Linked DNA regions of Capra hircus: region 1 is linked to region 2. The links are chromatin contacts, called in public Hi-C maps. All regions are on one chromosome and are shown on one strand. Each heading gives the region's core, a stretch centred on a gene start, on an enhancer-like site or on the middle of the called end of the contact. The rest is flanking DNA. Distances are from core to core; before and after follow the strand shown. Region 1 has its middle 20 kb from the start of JAG2. Region 2 holds the start of NUDT14 (uridine diphosphate glucose pyrophosphatase).

Evidence for each region. A called contact is a pair of places that touch in the nucleus more often than the background predicts.
Region 1: a contact with region 2 is called in a Hi-C map of blood, with 4 times the contacts expected there. The contact joins the enhancer-like site here to the promoter of NUDT14 in region 2. A contact is called at or near these places in 2 of 5 Hi-C or Micro-C datasets (both in blood).

Annotation. Positions count from the first base shown.
Region 1 is chr21:68,909,327-68,912,564 of ARS1.2, forward strand. No RefSeq gene overlaps it. Among named protein-coding and RNA genes, the nearest start is that of JAG2, 20 kb to the right of the region's middle. Within about 2 kb of position 1,500, at least 2 of the 5 cell types and tissues checked have an H3K27ac peak or open chromatin away from gene starts, as enhancers often do.
Region 2 is chr21:68,448,100-68,451,179 of ARS1.2, forward strand. It overlaps NUDT14 (uridine diphosphate glucose pyrophosphatase), which reads left to right and starts at 1,605. Exons shown (of 5, transcript XM_018065866.1): 1 at 1,605-1,726. The coding sequence starts at 1,646.

The DNA.
Region 1 (3,238 bases), core at 250-2,749, 460 kb after region 2:
TTTGACGCCCGGGAAGGAATATACAGACCCACGCAAAACTCTGACTTCCCTGGTGGTGCAAAGGATAAGGATCTGCCTGCCAACCCAGGTCCAGGCGGACTCCATGTGCTGAGGAGCAACTAAAGCCGGGAGCGACAACTGCTGAGCCCAGGAGCCGCAGTCGCTGAGGCCCGCACGTCCAGAGCTCCTGCCCCACAACCAGGGAAGCCACCGCGACAAGCTGCCCGCGCGCCGCCGCTCACCACAAGCAGAAGACAACCATCACGTGCAGCAAGGAAGACCCAGTGCAAAGCAAAACGCAGCCATTCATTACATTTCAGAGAGAAATGGAATGAGAGAAAGGACACAGATGACAGGTACCATGACTCCTTTCGCGGATCCTGCCTTTCCAGCTCACCCGTCCACGGGCCTATGGATAGCCTTCCGTGCGCCCTTTGTAAAGCTCGCAGTGTCTGGCCTCCTGGGCTGCCTGAGCATAGGTGACCCACCGCGACAGATGGCACGGTTTGGGGTCTGGTTACTGGCCACTACTGGCCACGTGGCCACGACCAGCCCAGCCTTAGGACCCTAATGCTCGATGCTCCCAGGCAGCGGCAAAGGGTGGAGCCCTGGACAAGCGTCAGACTGACAGGCGCCACCCTGCCTGCAGCGGCTCCCCGTTCTTGCCCCGGTCCCCGCCCCCTCCCCACCCCAGCTTCCCTCCACCAACAAGGTCAAGGAGCTGCTTCACGCTGACCTTAACTGGAACTTCTCGAGTGGTCATGAAATGGGACGGGCTTTTCTGTGTGAGTTTTCTAAGCGCGCGCCTGAGAAGCCCTTGGCCCCACGTGGGTGACGCAGGCCCCACTCGGCTGCATCCACTGGGCCCCTCCGCGGGAGCCCTCCCATCCCCGCGGCTCCAGGGAGTAGGACACAGAACCACCCTCCAGCTGTCTTCTCCCTTCCGTGATGTTTCATCGGCTCCTGGGTGAATCTTTCCTGGAATGCTCCCCTTAGTTTTCTGTTGGGGACAGTTTTCCTCTTGCTAGTTTGTAGACGCTCTCTGAATAGTGGTCAACGCTGTACTTCGTCCTCACGAGTGTTGTTATGAAGAGGTGGAGCCCCTTGTGTGGACACCGCTGACTCTGTGAGCCGTCGGACCAGCTGGTCGCGCAGGTCTCCGGGTCTCGGCCTCCAGCTCCTCGGTGAGCGCGTGTGCGCAGCGGACGCACACTCGGGTCTCGGTTCCTAACCGCAGCGCTGCGGCAGTGCTGGCCAGTCCCGAGCCTCTGTCTGCCCAGCCCTGTCCTCCCGGTCCTTTTCCTCCTGCTCTGAGGCCACTGGCCTTCACGCCTTACTTCCCTGTCCCGGGGCACGTTTGCTCCTCGTGGGTGGGGACTCACCTGTGTCCTGTTCAGACACAACGACTCTCCAGCTGTGGGCAGGCGGGCGGCCAAACGCCTGTGCCCGGACCTGCTTCCCACCGCCCCACGGAGGGGCCTGTTGGGGAGCATTACCCCTCACCGGCCCAGGACCTGGGTGGACACGCCCACTTCCCCGCCCCCCAGGATGAGTGGACACGCCCACTGCCCCGCCCTCCCCTCCAGGGTGAGCGGGCACGCCCACTGCCCCGCCCTCCCCTCCAGGATGAGGGGTGGAGATGCCCACTGCCCCTCCTCTCCCCGTGAGAACTTCCCTGAAGTCCTACCCTCTGGACTCTGGCCCGAGCTTCCCTTCATGACATCTTCCCCATCCTCACCCTGGGGTTGTCTGCAGTGCTGACCCCTCCCACGTGTCCTGTCCCTTCTCCAGCCGCCTGGCTGCTCCTGTTTGTGTCCCTGACACAGGGCAGTGGCCAAGCCGCAGGGTCCCTCAAGCGCCCCACGCTCCCAGACACTCATCAAGCCCCGCCCAGGTCCCCACCTCCAGAGTCCACACATGACACGTGGGGTCCTGCAGCTGGGCAGGCCTCCAGCCAGTGGGAGGGGCGGGCTCCCTCCCCAGGCCCCCCATCTCGCCTCGTGAGGTCCAGGGACGACTCCTGCCCCTCTCCCCACTGGATGGGGAGGAGAGAGGCCTCCTGCCCCCCAGGACTCCCTGCAGGAAGGCAGGTGTCTCCTCAGCCCCCGTCCCCTCCACCCTAACCCCCAGAGTACATCTGCACCCATGGTCTCGGCTGGCTGCGGGAGAGAGGGGCCAGTCCAGCCTGGCTCTGGGTGGGGGCTGGGAGACCTCTGCTCTGACTCCAGGCCCAGCTGGGCAGGGGGCCCCACCCCGTGCCCGGGTGGCCTCTCCTCCTCCACTCTACCCAGTGACAGGTGCAGGAGGGAGACAGCCATCCCAGCGTCCAGCGTCCAGCGTCCTGCACAGCTCCTGCTCTGGGGCTGGCCTGGCTCGCTGTCCTGGGAACTTTTTCTCCTCTGTGTGGGACAGGAGGTGCTCTCAGCACCCCGGACCCCAGGTCTCTCTCTCGCCGGGTCCCTTGGGGTCCCCACGCCGGCACCCTCTCTTAGAAGCCCGAAGCCGGCTTGGAGTTCGGGGCCAGCCTGGACCTCTGGGCCCCATGTGTGTGTCAGGGAGGGGCAGGGGGCCAGCTGGGGGTGCTTTCAAATATGGCCCAAGTCCTCCCTGCTCGGGTGTGGGCTTGCCGCCCAGGTGGAGCTGGTGCAGTGATGCTGGGTCAGTCATCAAAACCGTGCAGCTTCTGTCCTGCGGTTTCTGGCCCCTGGCTGTGGGGAAGCCCGCCGGCCCCTGGTGAGGACACTGCAGGGACCCCTGGGAGAGGCTCAGGCCCTACCAAGAGTCACATGAGGGAGCCTGGAGGCAGACCCTCCTCCCCAGTCCAGCACAGTCTTCAGAGGATAAGCCCTGGCCAAAACTGTGACCACAGCGTCTGAAGACCCCGGGCCAGAACCGTCCTGTGAAGCCCCTCCCAGACCCCAGACCCACAGAATCTGTGAGATGATAGCTTGTCATTTTAAGCCCTTTGAGGTGACTATGTCTGGGGCGACTTGTCACGCAACAGCAGGTAAGCAGTCCTAGAACAGCCCCTGGTGTGTTGCAGGTTTGGGTCTCAAGCACCCCAATATAGCAAAGATCGCAAGGGCCACGTGAGCTTGTTTCGTCTCCCGGGGCAAATGGAGGTCATGTTCACCCTTCACTGTAGTCTGTGAAGAGTGCAATAGCATGATGTCCAAAACCGACGCACAGACCTTGATTTTAAAATCATGCTGAAAAAAAAAATTAAAAAAAATAAAAT
Region 2 (3,080 bases), core at 355-2,854:
GAGATGGGAATACCAGACCACCTGACCTGCCTCTTGAGAAACCTATATGCAAGTCAGGAAGCAATAGTTACAACTGGACATGGAATAACAGACTGGTTGCAAATTGGGAAAGGAGTATGTCAAGGCTGTATATTGTCATCCTGCTTATTTAACTTATATGCAGAGTACATGATGAGAAACGCTGGGCTGGAAGAAGCACAAGCTGGAATCAAGATTGCTGGGAGAAATATCAATCACCTCAGATATGCAGATAACACCACCCTTATGGCAGAAAGTGAAGAGCTAAAGAGCCTCTCGATGAAAGTGAAAGAGGAGAGTGAAAAAGTTGGTTTAAAGCTCAACATTCAGAAAACTAAGATCATGGCATCTGGTCCCATCACTTTATGGCAAATAGATGGGGAAACAGTGGAAACAGTGAGACTTTATTTTTTTGGGGGGGGGGGTCTCCAAAATCACTGCAGATGGTGACTGCAGCCATGAAATAAAAAAATACTTGCTTTTTGGGAAAAAAAGTTATGACCAATCTAGACAGTATATTAAAAAGTAGAGACATTGCTTTGCTAACAAACGTCTGTCTAGTCAAAGCTATGGGTTTTCCAGTAGTCAGGTATGGGTGTAAGAGCTGGACCATAAAGTAAGCTGAGCGCCAAAGAATTGATGCTTTTGAACTGTGGTGTTGGAGAAGACTCTTGAGAGTCCCTTAGGCTGCAAGGAGATCCAACCAGTCCATCCTAAAGGAAATCAGTCCTGAATATTCACTGGAAGGACAGATGCTGAAGCTGAAACTTCAATACTTTGCCCACCTGATGCGAGGAACTGACTCATTTGAAAAGACCCTGATGCTGGGAAGGATTGAAGGCGGGAGGAGAAAGGGACGACAGAGGATGAGATGGTTGGATGGCATCACTGACTCAACGGACATGAGTTTGAGTGAACTCCGGGAGTTAGCGATGGACAGGGAGACCTGGTGTGCTGCAGTCCACGGGGTCACGAAGAGTCGGACACGACTGAGCGACTAACACTTACTGGGGAGGCAGCGGCTGCATTTGAAGCGGGTCTTGGAGGTCCACACCCAAGGAAGGAGGGAGGGGCGCGGGGGGAGGGGAGCAGCCGCAGCCAGACAGGAGTGGCAGCCCCTCCCTGAAGGGCAGATTCAGGCTCCTCTCGCCCTGCCCTCTTTCCAGAGCCTTCTCTCCGTCCACCCAGGGGCCTCCAGAGGTGTCTATATTCTTGCCACCACCGCCCACAGGATGACCCTTCGCGCTCCCCAACGCTCCTCTCGGGGGGCGCGGCGGCGGCGCCGGCTTCTCTCCCTGCCCCAGGGGGCAGATATCCGCTCGGCTGGAGCCCCCTCTCCCAAGCTGCGCTGCGTCGCTCTCGCGACCAAGATGCCCAAGTTCCGCCGGCAGCGGAGATCGCCTCTCAAACCTCCAGCCGCGCCCGCCCCGCTGGCCGCACGCTCGACCGACTGCACCTTGCGGCCGGCTCGCCTCCTGCCCGGCTCCCAGCCCGCGGGCTCCGGGAACGCCCCGCGCCCGCCGTCCCACCCGCACGGCCCCGGGCAGGGCCCGCCCCGCGCTCGGCGCCGCCCCGCCCCGCGCGCACTGGGCATGCGCAGAGCCGGGGGACGCGCCCGCGCGCCGCCATGGAGCGCATCGAAGGGGCGGCCGTGGGCCGCTGCGCAGCCTCGCCGTACCTGGTGCCGCTCACGCTGCACTACCGCCAGGTGAGCGCGCCTTCCATTCCCCCGGCAGCCCGACACCGCCCCGGGCCCCCGCCCGCCTTCGACCCGGGGCCCCGCCCACCCTCGCGCCCGGGGCCCCGCCCACCCTCGCGCCCGGGGCCCCGCCCCCAGCCGGCGGCCCCTGCAGCCCCGCCCCCGCCCGGAGCCCGGCTCCCGGCTCCCGGCTCCCGGTTCCCGCCTCCGGGCCCAGGAGCCCCGCCCCGAGTCTCGTAGTCCCGCCCCGCAGGCCTCGCGTCCCCTAGGAGCGCTTCGCCAGAGTCCAGGTGTACACGCCGGTTGAGTGTCGGGGTCGGGGAGGGTCTGGGCAGGGACACCTCGCGGGACCACTCATTCCTCCAAAGAGACTTTGCTGAGCCCCGGCCCATTTTGCGGTGGGACATATTGGGCGCCCCGGGGGTCGGGGCAAGCTTCCTGGAGGTGGTGTTCTCCATTCTGGGCAGAAGAAGGTGAAAGGAGGGACGGGGGCGCGCACTGGAGAGCCTCTCCAGGTGGGCTTCCTCCCCAGGACGCCTCCTCCGTGTCTCCACCTGCCGTCCTTGCAGGCTTTCCGCCAGGGCATTATCTCCTCCTGCCGTTCCCTGGGAGGCAGTGCGGTACGACGGCTGCCTCCCTTGGTGCCATGCATGGAGTAGGTTCACAGGAAACACGTTTGTCCAGTTTGGGCCCTCCCTCTTTGCTTCCAGCTCCCCTGGAGTCCACTGTGCCATCCAGGCCAGGACTGTGCCCGGTAGCGTGGTCTGTGCGGCCCCGTGGTGCCCCCCAGTCAGGACAGGCGGTGCAGGTCTTTGGTGGCCCTCTCTCTGCCTGACCGCCCTTGGCCTGCAGCAACCTGTCTGCCCCCTGTCCCCGGCCCCTTCCTCTCTCCAAACTATGACGCCCTCTTGACCCCCAGCCTGAGAGAGGCTGCACCGCCCCCCCCTCGTCGCTGTTGTCCCATTGGCCCTAGGGGACAGGGATTCTTGTCCCCAGGCTGGACCCAGGCTGGCAGCACTGGCTTGGGGCAGAAGCCGGGGTGGGCTGAGGGCATAGTACAGGGACGTGGGGGTTGCCGCCCTGCCCCTGGTGCTGGCCAGGGGTGAGGATGCCTGATTGTGGCCACATGGCTCTCAGGGGCACAGGGTGGTCCAGGCACCTGACCGCGGTGGCCTCTGGCTGTGGCACCCTCCCCCACTTCCTATGAAAGGGGGATGGGTGCTGGTAACCGAAGCTGAGCCCGTGTGGGTGGCGGGCTGCTGTGGGCACAGGCAGGGGCCCGTGGGACCCTGGGCTGGGGCGGTGAGTGTCAGCGAGGAGCTTCTGCAGCTTTGCTCAGTAACTGCTATGCCAGGGGGGTCTG